Linked DNA regions of Zea mays: regions 2 and 3 are each linked to region 1. The links are chromatin contacts, called in public Hi-C maps. All regions are on one chromosome and are shown on one strand. The core of a region is the stretch at or near the end of the contact, and the rest is flanking DNA. Distances in the headings are between cores, read along the strand shown. Region 1 holds the start of LOC100277083. Region 2 holds the start of LOC103644199 (hydroxyproline O-galactosyltransferase GALT5). Region 3 holds the start of LOC103644198 (CLAVATA3/ESR (CLE)-related protein 25).

Region 1 (4,843 bases), core at 784-3,283:
ATGATAACATGGTTTCTTCGAGTTACTTCAAATAAAAATTCTATAATTCAGTAGGATCGTGTAATCCTGCTGTGATACACTCCATACAATTATCTGCAATGCTGGCATTCATGTAATCCTAGGTGGTGGTTATGTCATGTGTAACTAACAAATAGCTGATGCAAACTTTCTTTTCATGGAATATATAGCTGATATAAATTGCAATGCAGGTGTATCAGAGAGAAGCACTTCAAGGTTAATTTGTTGAGCAAATTGGAGATGCTGGATTTTGTATTTTGGCAGGTGATGTATGCTTTTCAGCATGCCGTGTTTTATTGAACTCGTCAAGTCCTGCAGAAGCTGAAACTGATCATGTATAAGACTTTGCCTTGTGTCACAATGGGTGCATTTGCTGGTGGTCCTTGGATCAGGTTGCTCATGAGTGGTGAATGGTCTGACGACTTCAGAAGAGGATAGATCTGAGATTACCTTTCATGCATGTTAAGGAAGTTAAGTAGTTGATGCCTTCAAATAAATGGAGAAACGTCAGGTGAACCGCGAGCAGAATTCTGTGGCGCATTTGTTAGCGCAGTTAGCTAGGACTCTGTTCATACAGCTGTTCGATTAAGCCAAATACCTAACTGTATTGCCCATCTAGTAGAACCTAACTGTAACTTGTCCTCTTAATTAATACTAGCAATTAGCAAACATGTCTGTACGTTGCGATCGGAGAAAAAAAACTATCAAATATTTAGGAGAACAATGACACGAGTGATACATAGCATTATTTATGTTTCACCATTTATGGAATTTAAAGACTAATTCGTTTTGTGATGACCATGATATCCATTATAAAAATTAATGTTGTGAACATTATGATAATGGCGTGTTTGTTTTCAATTAAAATCGGATCTGCTGGCCTCCAAGTCTCCAACTGGAAGAAGAGAGAAAATCTCACCAAACATCTTACGGTACTGATGATTGGACTAGCACTCATGTTTTTTTTTTCTTATTTTTGAGTAAAATGCAGGAACAGTCATTAAACGAACTTGTGTCATTTGGATTCTAAAACTTACAAAACCAGGAATGGCTCATGTTACTTGATTAGTTCGTGCAAAACCGTCTAAAATCAGGTTTTATCAAACCAGATGTCGACTCGATGTGCCAATTTTGTTTTTAGTTTTTTTTTTGGCTGAGAAAACAGATTCGTTTTTTAAAATTTTGAAAACCTGTACACCAAGTTTTCTAAAAAAAACGAATTTTACCGAGACAGTTGCTCGGCTAGGATTCACGAAAACTACGTTTTGAATTTGAACTTATAAACCGGTTAGAAAATTTGAAATCCGCCGAAAATCGTCTGGTTTTTCGTTTTCGTTGGTTAGCGGGAAATTGAATTGAAACGGTTTTGTTAGCCCGTAGCTTGATTCCGACAAACTTTAAAGCAGCATGTTTACGTCTCGAATCAGAGAGGCAGCTAGTTTGTCGCTACCATGGCGCGTCCTCGGTCCACCGATGGATTTCGCAGGAAGCCACATTTGGAAAGAAAAAAAAAGATTTTTTTCTCGCTCATTCAAACAGCTTTCGTACCGAATTAAAACGCCACTGCTGACCAGAGAAGAGAAGAACATCATTATTGGAAGTTTGAAATTGGATGGACGGTCCATTCTGAGATGCTAGTGAGGTCTAGAAGCCCGCGCCGCCGGCCGGACTTGTTGCGAAGAGAAACACGGAGACGGAACGGAAACACGCTTGCATTTGTCAGCAAAAAAAAGAAAAATAAAAAAGGCAAGTCATGTGCTGTATTGCTGTAGCAGTAGTATAGATGCGAAAACCTGGCAGGGAAGTAACGTAACGCACCCAAGCCCAAGGAACGCCTCCCAGCCGCCAATGCCCATGCATGATCAGACGCGGCCGCGGGTTTCCTCCAGATGCTTCGCTGCCTGCACTGGCGGTTCCACCCGTCCAACACGCGTTCGTGGATGCCTCAGGCCGCCGACACGTACCTCGGCTGCGGCGGGCCTATAAAGTGACGCGCGAGGCACGGGCGGCCCAGCACGCACCTGCTCCATTACCCGTCTGCCGTCGGCATAACATAATCGTCGTCGCGTGCAGTCCCCATTCCCTTTTCCAGTGGTCTGTTGCTCGCGCTTCGTCCAGCTTCCCCGGAAGAGGTAGCACGGCAAGGGCAGAGGATGAGTGACCCCAAGTACGCCTACCCCTACCCCGCGCAAGGTACTTCCACGCTACATACACACCACGCTGCTCGTCTCGATCCATCATCGTCCTCATCGATTTGATCCGATCCGTGTGAAGAAACGAATAGAACTGCTTGGTCGATCCGGTGCTGACAGGTTACTTTTCGTTTCTTGGTTGATTTGTGTACCCAAAAAAAAACAGGTTACTACCAGGGGCCGTACCAGGGCCCGCCGGTGATGGCGCCGCCGCAGTACGCCGCGCCGCCGCCCAGAAGGGAGCCGAGCTTCCTGGAAGGCTGGTACGTATTCCCGGCCGGCCAACTCTCTGACCCTCTCTCTATTATTCCTCTGCCGCAAGTTTACTGTGCAGGCTCTGTCGTCTCTGTACTGTGTGGTTAATTCCAAGTGATGGCTCTCGCTTCATCTGTTACGTTCTTGCGCCATCATAATCTAATCGGTTATTCTGCAGCCTGGCCGCGCTGTGCTGCTGCTGCTTGATCGACGAGTGCTGCTGCGACCCGTCCATCATCTTCGTCAGCTAGACTAGACGAGGAAGAACCTATTGGTATATATAATATGTATGTATCCAGTTGTACTCTTAGCTTTATTCCTGCAACCTTCAAGCTCGAGATGATCTGTATCTCGGTCGAGTTGGTGTGTATCTGTCATGGTATTGCTTCTAATTTGCTGCTGAATCGAGAACATATTCGCCGTTGAGTTCTTGTTGGCCTGCTGCGCCTCGCCTGGGAAGGGAACCATTTACCTTCACCACTGCGGCTGAGCTTTTTGAAAAGAAGGCGAGGTGACTACTGGGTGGATAGAGAAGAGGAGCAGAAGCAGACCGGATGCTTCTCACCTTCTTCCACTTGCAGTCGCACGCAAGCCACAACCGAAAGCCCCGTGTGTCCCGTCACCGGAATATATGCGAATCCGGCGCCTTTTCAGACACGTGAATTCGGGAGGAAATGGCTCTAGGCGCAGCCGGCGGGGGAGGCTGTGATCGCAGGAGGGCCGGGCCGGGGATGGCGATGGATGGAGACGACCATTTTCTTGCGCATGCGTGTGAGTTTGAGGGCTGCTAGGCGGCTAGCTATGCTCTCGGCGTGGTTCTAGCCCGAAGAACAACACGATGGTGACGGTCCAGATCGCGCCAGGCGTGGTCTGTGCTCTAGAAGCCACTCGCCCACTCCAGTCTGGAAGCGTTCTGGCTGCCACCCACGCCGGATGATTGCTCTCATGGAATGCAGCCCCATGAATGCTCGGTGTCGGTGCGCTTGTCGCGGCTAGACCTGAAACTTGGGCCGGGCCGGTACGGCACGAGCCCATCGTGTCTTGGGCCTTAAGTCTTCAGGCCGACACGGTCTTTAATATTTTTGGACCGTACTAAACTAAACACTTAAAATCTAAGCCTGACACGGCAGTAAAGCACGTCGTGCTTGTCTTGGACCGAGCCGGTCCAGGCACGGTCCACAACCAAACAAGCCATTTTGAAGATATATATAATGAAATCTAATATAATTTTGATGTCATATTTTTACCGGCCTTTTTGCCGTCGGGCCGCCCCGAGCACGGCCCAGTCACTTGTGCCGGACCGGGTGGTACGATGGGCTCAAAATCAAAGCCTAGACCAGCCCTTTATTCATGTCGTGCTAACACGACCCAATATATTTCGTGTCGGGCCGTACTTTGAGCCCGTTTCTGGGTCGTGTCTGACCGGCCCAAAACAGGCGAGGGGATACGCCCGCGTGTAAAGAAGTTATGCGCAATATAAAAGTCCGCCGTTGATTTCTCATATGGAATGTACCATTTATTTCTCAAATGGAACCATGGTCGTTTTTAGTGTATCCCCTCTGAATTTTAGGTGCCGGATAAAATGTAACGTAAATGACAATAGTAATGATTCACATTTAAATATCAGCGATAACAAGTTTAAATAGGCCGGTATCAGTTTCTAGTACCATATCTCCTTATGGTTAGATTTAAATAAACATGGTTAAACTTAACAAACATGATTTAATATATTGATTTGAAGTACCGAGTGGAGGGCATTCTAATGGTCACCAGAGAGAGTGGCTAGGCAAACGTGTCGATGGGCCTGAGAGGATGAGCTTGTTGAGGTGTGCAGCCGGTGAAGGAGTTTCAGGTGAAGGTCACTTACCCTGAGGCCGCCTTCGACTTTTACTTTGAGAACCAAGTCCCAAGCAACAATAAACTAGGCGCCAGTGGACCCCTTTTGGCCATCTCAAGAGGAAGCTCCCGCTAGTAAAAAAAAAGCTTAAAACATACGGTGCGATATATTTTTATAGACGGATTCGGTTATCAATCGTCTATATTATTTTTAGTGACGGTTTCTTAAGAAAACCACTACTAGAAAATGTATTTCTATATAAGGTTTCTTAAGAAAACCGTCTGTAAAAATCCATGATTTCTAGTTGTGGTTTTCTTAAGGGACCGCATATAGAAATCAATTCCTAGTGGCGGTTTTTTATCCTTAATTTTTCGAGTTTTTCAAATGACCTCGTATGATAAAACCATCAAAATAAAAGTTGTAGATCTCAAAAAGTTATGAAACTTTATAGTTGACAACTTTTTTATTTGAACTCATTTCGGTTCTCAAAAATTGAATATAAGTATATCAAATTTAAAATTCAAATTTTGTAAACTACCTC
Region 2 (4,843 bases), core at 603-3,102, 310 kb after region 1:
TCCATGAATGGAACTATAACAATGTCCCCAAAGTAATCTGCTTCCTTCTTCAGCTCTTCATTGACCTCGTTTCTTCCATTCTGTGAATTGTTTTCTTTACCATTAGATTTGAGCACAAAATTGCTATCAAACTAATAATTCAGTTGTAGAAAGGTACCAGAGCAACAAAGAAGCGCGCAACAACATCAGATGATCTCCTGGTAGAAATCATCCATGATTTCCGAACTGCCATACGCTCGGCGAAATGGTTAGCAGATGACAGGATCCCAATAAAAAGTTCAACAGGTTCAGTTGGCAAGGGTGAGGCCTTCCACTGTTTAGACATCTCAAGGTAACTTCTTGTTGCAGAAGTAGGAGGTGAAGTGGGCAATGAACCAGCCAAAACGGACTCGACATCAATGTCTCCTTTCAAAGACAATTGTGTCGCATCCTCAAGATTGTAGCCCTGTAAGGGCCAAACATTGAGCAACATTAGAAAATTAAATCTTGAGATATCACCGAGAAAAGTGCTTACAACAGTTCCATAACACACTCACGGTGCGGTAAGGGAATGACGTGACATGCCGGCCATCAACATTGACATGGTAGCCCTCCAAACCAGCTGTTATGACCAAAACAAATCGCTTGCCCTCCGCAAATGGGTATGGCCGATTGACTTTCGGCCTACCAATCAAACGGTTCAGCCACCGTTTCATCCGTGATTCTTGTGTCTCGTTGTTACCATCACGAATCCATTCGTCACACTTCAGTTCCCCATCAACTGAGAAGTCAATAATAATATAACTTGAGGTTATTTTGGAGACAATTTAGCAAGCTGACTTTCCAAATCCCAAGGTACTACATTCTCGAAGACGAAGGAATATGTACCAGGTTCAGACGAAAGGTAGTTTCTAATTCCTACCCAACGACGCGATGGAATAGAGTAGTACACAAACGAATGGACTGGACGCGATAGCAGCGGAGGAGCTCACCAGTGTCGTCGTCCGGGCGTGACTGCCACCCCTCGCACCGCTGCGGCTGCGCCCACTGCATCCGGTAGCAAGTGTTGAGCTCGATGACGGGGCGGGCGCTGAAGTCCCCGCGGATCCTGGGGTTGAAGTGGAGTATCCTGGGCGGCTCCTCCCCCTGCACCGCCTTGGTGCCAAGGAGCTCGAGCATGAACTGCGACACCATGACCGGCGGCGCGGCCCCGTCCCCCGCTCCCGCGACCTCCGGGCGCGCGGCGCGCGGCCGCGCCACCACTGTGAGGCGCGACCCCACCGCCATCCCGCACGGCAGGTCCACCGCGACTCCCGCGCCGCTCGCGAGCTGGTCCCTCGGCGCCGAGACCGTCGCGGGGCAGGAGGCCGAGGCGGCCGCGGTCGGGGACGGCGAAGGGGCGGAGGACGGGGGAGCGGGGGCGGAGAGGAGGCGCGCGAGGTGCGGCGCCGCGGCGGCGAAGGCGGCGGCGGCCGAGGCGTCGATGGATGATATGGCGGCGGCGGCGGAGGCGGAGGAGGAGGAGCTGGTGGCGCGGCGGTGGACGCGGACGGAGGAGACGGCGAGCGGGGCGCTGGTGCGGGGGCGGAGCGGGGAGCGCGCGGAGGAGGCGCGGAGGAGCTCGCGGCGCGTGGCGGCCTGGGCGAGGCGGGGAGACGCGGTGGAGACGGAGAAGGAGGGCAGCTCGAAGAGGAGGAGGAAGAGGAGGTACGCCGCCGCCGCGGCCAGCAGCGCCAGGCGGCACGCGCGCTTGGGCGGCATGGCGCGGCGGTTCGCGAGCTACGGTGGAGGGGCAGGGGAGAGCTCGGGGAGTCGGTCAAGTTCAAGTAGCCGTTTGGGGAGACGTGCGCGTGCGCGGGCAAGAGACTTTTTCGGGGAGGTGTCGTGGGAGTTGATGTGGCGTCTGGGTCTGAGTGTTTAAGACCAGACCGTTGCGTTGGGGTGGGGGTGGGGCAGGCAGGAAGCCAGCCAGGAACGCACGCGGCGTTCGTGAGCCAGCCACGGCTTGGTTCGCCCGATTTTGGAACCTGAACCTCCTCCACGTACCAGTAAATGCGTAGTAGCTACACCGACACGGGCGGTTGCTACCGTACCTACCTGTGGACTGTGGTCGCAAGTCGGGGCACGGCAGGGAGTGCAGCGGTGGAAGGTGCAATTCAAACAGGCTTCCAGTCCAGAGGGAACATCGGCAGATTGCCAATACAAGGACTCGTGCGATGGAGCCGCACGCGCTATGGTCCACGCGCCAAGCCGGCGAGGGAGACCGGACGCGGCGCCACCGGCCCCGGGGCCCCGGCAATGGTCGTCACGTTAGCTTGCGGATTGGACTTTTTTTTTCTTTTAACTCCAAGACGGTCAGACGGATTGGTTTGGCTGGGTGCCTGGGTCTGGGTCTCAAGTACGGGCTACCCCGCGTTCCTCACGGTCAGTCGGTCCGGTAATTTCTCTTTTTCCCCAACCTTTTCTCAAATCATATTTCAAAGATAATCCATTCAGATCTCATTTTTTGCGTCTAAAATTTCTGTCCATGTCAAGCCACGTAGCGTAGCAAAATCACTCTGCGCCGCAGCGAAGCAAAAACACGTTGTGCTAATGTGGAAAGAAGTGGAAGCAGTCTACCGTTACACACTTGCATGGAAAGATTGCCGCGATTTTTTTTTTGTTGGCGTGACAAAATAGAGTTGTTGTGCTTGTTTGGACCTTAAAAAACATCAAATTCATACTTCGGCTGCGACGGACGGACCGAAATCAAGGTGCGGCGAGATTTACAGCGTAGACAGTAAAATTTTAGATTAAAATAGGGCCTATTTGTTTGCTTCTAAAAATATACAATCTAGCTTATTTAATATGGATGATGGGCCTATTTGTTTTAGCTTATGTCTCTTAGAATTGGCTTCTGCCAACCAAACCTTTCGTTTTCAGCCAACTTCTATGAAAATGGACCAAATCCAAGTAAATACAGAATCCGCTGCCACTTACTAAACCCTAAACGATGCAAATCCCTTCATCTTTCTCCACGTGAGTCCTGCGACGTGACAGCTAGATTATACAGGACTCTAAACAAATTGCTGTCCCAAGCTTTGGACCTATATAATCCAGGATTACATAATCTTATTTGCTGGATAAGAACTCACTAAGTTTCAAGGGTAGTGTGGGTAAAACGCCAAAAAATAATCTAAAATAAACATCCAATGACCTGCTTACAAAAGGCCACAACATTTCCCTCCTACCTCGGTCGGTACCTCCAGTCTGACAGAAAATAAACAGCTCACGTTGCAGCTCCATGTTAGCACCAAGATAACAGGAAACCTTCGAGCTTTAACAGGGAACGAAAAAGCACAGGTTGCTGGCTGTAAGAAGCAGTGGTGCGACTCAGAAACCCTCCTTGCTAGCGGTTGATGGGGGTATGCATCCGCTCGACGATTCTGTTGATAGCGGCCCGAGTCATTACAAGGGTGTCATGCTGGAGGATACTGTAGACGTTGAGGCCCTGCGTTTCATGAAGGCGGAGTGGGTTTTTTTTTAACCAGAAAAAAGGGCCATTCCAAGCAAACAGAACTTAGTTTGACCACTCAAGCACTGAAATCATAGAACTTACAATGGAAGGAAGTACGTTAACGTAGTGAAGGTTTTGAGTGGCCAGCTTTAGCTTCTTATCAATGTCGCCTCCATCCACCAACAGAACCTTCTTTGAGTCATCCATCTGTCTAATGTATTGCACAATGTTTTTCGTCTTGTGGCTAGGAACTTCCAAGTCCTCAAAGATCAAGAGCTATACAGAGAAAAAACATGGACCAGTAAATTTTAAAGCAAACAATGAAATTCTTAGGGCTAGTTTGGCAACCCCATTTTTCCAAGGGATTCCATTTTCCCAAGGTAAATTAGTTCATTTTCCCTTGAGAAAATGGGAATCTCTTGGGAAAATGGAGTTGTCAAACTAGCCCTTAGGGGTTTGTTTCCTGCAGGACAGAAAAGCTCAAGAATGCTCTGGATGTGTGCAGACTAAAATTTTATAACCACGTCAAAGAATGTAGATAAAACAAGCACATAATATCATATGCCCACATTGTTTTTGACAGTTAACTTTAAGGAAAGCAGGGAAATAATGTCAGTTTGTACTTACGTTTTCTAGTAAATAACAATTCAACTTTTTGTGCAAACATGATCCTAGTAAACTAAGTTGATGTTGATTAAGTCCGTAAAAGCTATGGGCTATGCTAAACATGAACAATTAAATATTAGTGCATACGGAGTACGCTTTTGACAGAATGCAAGAGGATTCATAAGGCCACTCTCAATGGGAGTTTCATTCTCATTAAATAGTGTCATGTCAGCCTTTTCTCATCATGTGGCAAGGGATTAATTTAGAGAGATGAAACTATGTCTACACTGTTTACAATACAACTTGTCTCTTGCGTGTACTGCCTATCAAATAGCAAAATGAAACATTACATTGCATAGACCATTTCAATGTTATCAAATCATGCAGTTGACCTAGTCACCATGGGGACCGACCAGATGGTGAATCACAATTAGTTGGTTCTAGTTGTCCATATACCATGTGATTGGTTCGCTGCTTCTTGCGAGCAGCTGCACCAGCGGAGCATTAGAGCATGGGATGTTTGGTTCACTGTTTCAACACATGCAGGCTGTGCAGGTGTAAACAGGCGATCGGGCCAGGCTCCCTAGCTACGGTCGCCAGCGGCAAGCAGATGCAGGTGGACCGCATGCAGCAGCACGGAATCCAAGAACATTTTTGCTTTAGATTTTTTTACCATATCTCTTAATTCAAATATCCAACCAACCGATTTCAGATATATGTTCTTAACGTTTTTACAAACAATTCTAGAACACATTTGTTATA
Region 3 (4,843 bases), core at 1,459-3,958, 290 kb after region 1:
GTTCAAACGCCGGGTCGAGTTTTGTGGCTTTGGGTCGGTTTTTTTTGGGTTGGGTCGGGTTTTGGGTCAAAAATCATGATCCATACCCGACCCGTGAATTATTATGGATCAAAAATTATGGTACGTACCCGCCCGTTGTATTGGTCGGATCAAGTCGGGCCGAGTTTTGATCGGACGAGCCGGGTCCGGTTGGTTGGATCAGGTGGTCCATGATCAGGTCTGGTTGGATGCAGAAAAGCTATACCAATAACAGTTTCTCATCTCTTCTCATGTGTGCTAATTCTCAATTGTGTTTATCAAACATTTTAGAGCGTATTTGGTATTTTGAAAGTGTCTTTAATAAATATTCCCGCTTACTTTGTGATTGTGCCATTATGCCTAAGGCCTATATTTAATACATAGAATTCCAATACCTAATGACACTAGATTATCAAATTGTGGGTCGCATAGGAACCTCCACGGAATGGAAATATACATGTAGGGGTGTTTGGTAGAGTTCCCACGGCTTCGCTCTAGTGAGAACCACTCATGCGCAGCCAAACAACAAAAAACTGAGCTGCTCCATTGTGAGAACATAGTGAATCTAGTCTATATTTTGTATTGGAAATCTGCTCTCCACTCTTCAAACCCTTAGAAATGAGTTTACAGACTATTTACCAATTGGTTTTCATCACATAGATTACTTTGCTAGAGAATCATTCAAAATAAATGTATTAGAGAATCAGCTCTTGGAAATAGAGAATCATAGAGCGAAACTCTGACAAACGAGTCTGTAAATAACTTATGGCATGTTTGGAAGCATCCAATTCTTAAAAATTTGGTTTATAAAACTGTGGCGGTTCTAAACATATTAGTTTTTCCTCCAGTTTATATAAACTTGATTTCCAGTTTCTTAAAAACTAAGAAGCTAGTCATCTCTAGATAAAACTACTTTATAGAAACCAGGTGGCTCCAAACATCATCAGTTTTTTTCTTTTTATAGAAACCAGTTTCTAGAGACTTGAAAACTAAGTTGATTCCAAACAGGGCCTTACGCTGGGGCCCAAGACATGTTCCTCCGAGACATCTTTGCCCACACCATTAGGCCCATATCCGTCGGCCTGCTAGCCCACACCTACTGCCAAGTACGGTTCTTGTCGCCTGTAGGGTTGTAAGGTTAGGGTCTTAGGGAGGGTGAGAAATGGTCTGCACCCAAGTGGATTGATGTGGGGAGAGAAAGAAAAAAAGCATCAGAAAAGCGAGATTTGCGTGTCATGGGCGGCATCAGGCTTACTCATGCGATATTAGCCCGGTCACGAGACTCAGCAGTCAGCAGGTCAGTAACTCAGCACAAGAAGAGCTGTCTGTAATATGCCAAGGTTGCAACTCGAGCCGCCGTTGGGAGGAGCCAGCGCAGGACCAAATTCGGATGAGGATGGGCATGGATTGGACCGCGGCCTTGGATTGGATTGGATTTTTTGCGATTATGGATGGTGATGGCATTCATAATGTTTAGAGGTTTTCAAGTCTGTCCGTGTTTCCATGAAACCTGAGTTTTTACTGCAATCTGGAGACGCTGTGATTTGTGATCTTACTGCCTGCCACAGTAGGCTGGCTCGGGGTGACACCACTGTGCCATGCCATGCCATGGAATGGAACTTTCTGTTTGTTCCTGCTTGCTTTGGTATTTTGTTGTCTTGCTTCACAGTGGGTTTAAGGACAGCGAGCGCGTCAGGCTGTCTCCCAAATAACCAACTGCATTGGCCCTTTCCACAATATAGAATGGCCTCGGCCTCCTGTCTCAAGCTCTGATCTGCCAAAGAAAGGAAGGAGGGCACGGGCACGGGCACCAGCACGAAGGAAGCAGCAATCCAACAAGATCTGGTCACGCCGATACAGATAATATTCGAAACGGATGGGCTTCAGTGAGCATGTTCAGAATACCATATCAAAGTTGAAATTCACTTTACTTAGCGGAGAATTTTTTTTAAAAAAACCACAGTTTCGGTTCGTGATGGAAGAGCATTTGCATCAATTCACCCAAAGTAAAAGAGAGAGAAAAAAGGGGACACTCAAAAGGATTGTGACAGATCACATGAAAGCGAAGTTTATTTCTTCAGGGTGCTGCTGCAGCAGCTCACTTTGGACTTGGAGAGCCGCTGCTTTTGAGCGCCACCTTTGCCGTGGCTGCGATCTCTCATGCGTCATGCTGCTTCTCTCCTAGAATGACTCAAAGATGAGTTCTTTCCCCTTTTTCTTTTCCCACATGTGACCTGAATTCACCTCACAACAGGAATGGTACTACTACTTGAGGGAGAAGGAGAACAGGGGCAGCCTTAAGGATCGGATAGCAATGCTTTTTTTTATTATTTATCCACCGTCTTTTACCCTTCTTCTCTTCACGAGAAGAAGAAAAAACAAGGGGGATTAAAAAAAAGGGAAAGGCAGGAGGAAAACAACATGGCTCAAAAAGCAAAGCGCAACAAAAAAAAAAAAAAAGAAAGAAAAGCGAGCGTGGCTCAGCTTGCTTTGATTCTACTCTCTGCTGCCCCCCCTCCCCTCCATTAGGGGCAGGGCATCCTTCAAAAGCACAGCAGAATCGGGCCAAAGCGAAAGAAGGCCAGAACAGAACAAGAAGCAGGAATACCCGCGCGACAGCGACTGACACAAATCCTGCCGCTACTTCTTCCCCACATTATAATATGCAGTCACGTTGCGCAGCCGCAGCCGTTGCATCACACTTAGCGCCACCCCATGCCATGAGAAGAAGCTCTTAGAAGACCAGCGTTGTCGCTCGCCAGGAGAGGAGGAGGAGGAGGCCGCTCTACGGAAGAAGAAGACGACGCTGCGCTGCGCGGCGACGGACGACTGGTCGGTGGGTGTCATGAGAAGGTCGGCCGTGTCCGTGAGGCGGGCGGCGCCAGCGGCATTGGCCATCTTGTTCGGAGCGCTCCTTCTGGTGTCGTTCGTCGTGGACGGCGTCAGGAAAGCGGCTCCGCCGGCGGCGATCGGCGGGAGGAGGATGATGCTGGGCGGAGGCGCCGGAGGGCTGAGGACCCTGGAGGATTTCAAGGCTCATGATCCCTTCCAGGACAGCAAGAGAAGGGTGCCCAATGGCCCTGATCCTATCCACAACAGGTACTTTGATCTACGTACAGCTTACTGCGCTGCAAGCTTTGGTTTTGGTGTTTGAGTTGGCCCCCCCTTTTTTCCCCTTGTACCCAATGCACTGGTTTCTTGAAACTAGAAGCTTTAGGATTTTCAAAAAAAATTACTACGTACGATATGAGGCCAAATGCTGCAGCCTTCACCTAACTTGAACTAGCAGAATTCCAACGCTTGACGTTTTTTTTTGTCATGGCTTGTTTGTTTGTTAAGCTTGCGTTACGGAATGAAGGGAATGTTCTTGTTTCACCAGTTTCTGACTGGTGGTATGCAAAGGTGAATGTTTTGCAGTGCGTCTGTTGTGATCATTTTGTCTTGCCATATGCTCCCATTTACCATGTTTTGTTGGATATTTTCACGTAGGATAGGTCAGGAAAGAAAGAAAGAAAAAACAATACTTTTCATAATAATATAAAATAAATGATAACGGATAAAACGCAGGGAGAGGGAAGAAAAAACAAAGGGAGACGACGCATATGAGCAAAAGATGCCATGCGCTCTTTTTCCCTCACCACTCCCACATTCCCCTATGATGATATGCTATAATCTTTCAGCAAAAGCAACCACACAAGTCCTATTCCCCCAGTGAGCAACGTAGATGCACATATCATTCCTGAAATCATTAGTCTACATCCATGAAAGCAGTCAAAACAAAGCACAGCACAGCACCACACCCACGGTTCATCATGATGGTAAACTACAGGAAAGCCTTAACGGTTTCAGTGCATCACCTGCCGAAACAAAGACTGTGCTGCTGTCTCAGTCCCTGCTTCAGCTTCAGCTTCAGCTTCTAACCCGGTTTCAAATCCTGCAGAGGAACCGGCAAGTCAGGACGATCGCCGGGACGAGCATGACGTCGGGAGCGCGCATGCCGAGGCGTGGAAGCTTCCGAACCCGAAGAGGCCGGCGATAGCGACGTGTTGGGAGCGGCGGCTAGCAAACAGAAGATGCGTTGCGTTGCATACTTGCATTGCATGGAGGAAGAGGAACAGACAAGAGGTGCATCGTGGGGTGGTGGGTCTGGCTGGGATGCTGGGTGTAACTAGGGGGAGGTGGCCTGCCCTATCTTCTTCTAAGCACTGCTATTTAAGACGGTTTTAAGCATGATGAGAACTTTAGCTTTTTGGGGGAGGGGAAACAAAGGCTATTCTATTCTATTCAATTCTATTCTGCCAGTGGGGGTTTGTTTGTTTTGTTTTGTTTTGTTTTTTTGTAAAGAGAGCAGTAAGTACCAAGCTTCCCTGTCACATGGAAACAAGCAAGCATCAGAGATTCTTCTTGACAAAGGGATGTGGGCAAGAAGAGCTCCTCCTCCTCCTCTCCCTGTCTTTTGGCCGCAGCTGCTTTATACATCTCAGTACAAGTACCCTGTGTTTCTTTGAGGTGTTCATTCTTTTGCATTGGCACTGTATGGTCTGCAGCACATCATAAGTTTGCTAAAGGAGTCATGGGTCTGGACTCTGAAAAAGAAGCACCACTGGCACATGCAATTCTCTTGCTTGCTGGGGCTTTATCTTCTTTTGGTTTCAGAATATAGTCTGTTTATGCCAAAATTCAGGCTTACAGGCCTCTCTCTCTTTTTTTTCTCTCTCTCCTGTCTCTAGCAGCCTAGTTTGTACCACAAAACATGAATCTTCTGCATCAAACATGCCACAAACAAACAAACACACCAGGGGCAGGTTAAAAGCAAAGGGAGAGA

What was found. Hi-C and Micro-C count contacts between places; a contact is called where the count stands out from the background.
Region 2: a Hi-C map of ear shows a contact between it and region 1, with 2.6 times the contacts expected there. The contact joins the promoter of LOC103644199 here to the promoter of LOC100277083 in region 1. A contact is called at or near these places in 3 of 25 Hi-C or Micro-C datasets (ear, leaf and tassel).
Region 3: a contact with region 1 is called in a Hi-C map of ear, with 1.9 times the contacts expected there. The contact joins the promoter of LOC103644198 here to the promoter of LOC100277083 in region 1. A contact is called at or near these places in 2 of 25 Hi-C or Micro-C datasets (ear and tassel).

The regions. Positions count from the first base shown.
Region 1 is chr1:296,261,679-296,266,521 of Zm-B73-REFERENCE-NAM-5.0, forward strand. It overlaps LOC100277083, which reads left to right and starts at 2,034. Exons shown (of 3, transcript NM_001363972.1): 1 at 2,034-2,211; 2 at 2,377-2,473; 3 at 2,644-2,891. The coding sequence starts at 2,172. The coding sequence ends at 2,716. LOC100384848 reads left to right here. Exons shown (of 2, transcript NR_160677.1): 2 at 210-753.
Region 2 is chr1:296,572,095-296,576,937 of Zm-B73-REFERENCE-NAM-5.0, forward strand. LOC103644199 (hydroxyproline O-galactosyltransferase GALT5) reads right to left here and starts at 1,853. Exons shown (of 7, transcript XM_008667396.3): 1 at 972-1,853; 2 at 537-760; 3 at 158-445; 4 at 1-80. The coding sequence starts at 1,740. LOC100280943 (50S ribosomal protein L4-like) reads right to left here. Exons shown (of 7, transcript NM_001374362.1): 6 at 3,578-3,751; 7 at 3,028-3,469. The coding sequence ends at 3,368.
Region 3 is chr1:296,552,134-296,556,976 of Zm-B73-REFERENCE-NAM-5.0, forward strand. It overlaps LOC103644198 (CLAVATA3/ESR (CLE)-related protein 25), which reads left to right and starts at 2,709. Exons shown (of 2, transcript NM_001328367.1): 1 at 2,709-3,117; 2 at 3,959-4,430. The coding sequence starts at 3,057. The coding sequence ends at 4,245. LOC109943558 (a long non-coding RNA gene) reads right to left here and starts at 4,194. Exons shown (of 2, transcript XR_002266587.3): 1 at 3,876-4,194; 2 at 3,530-3,757.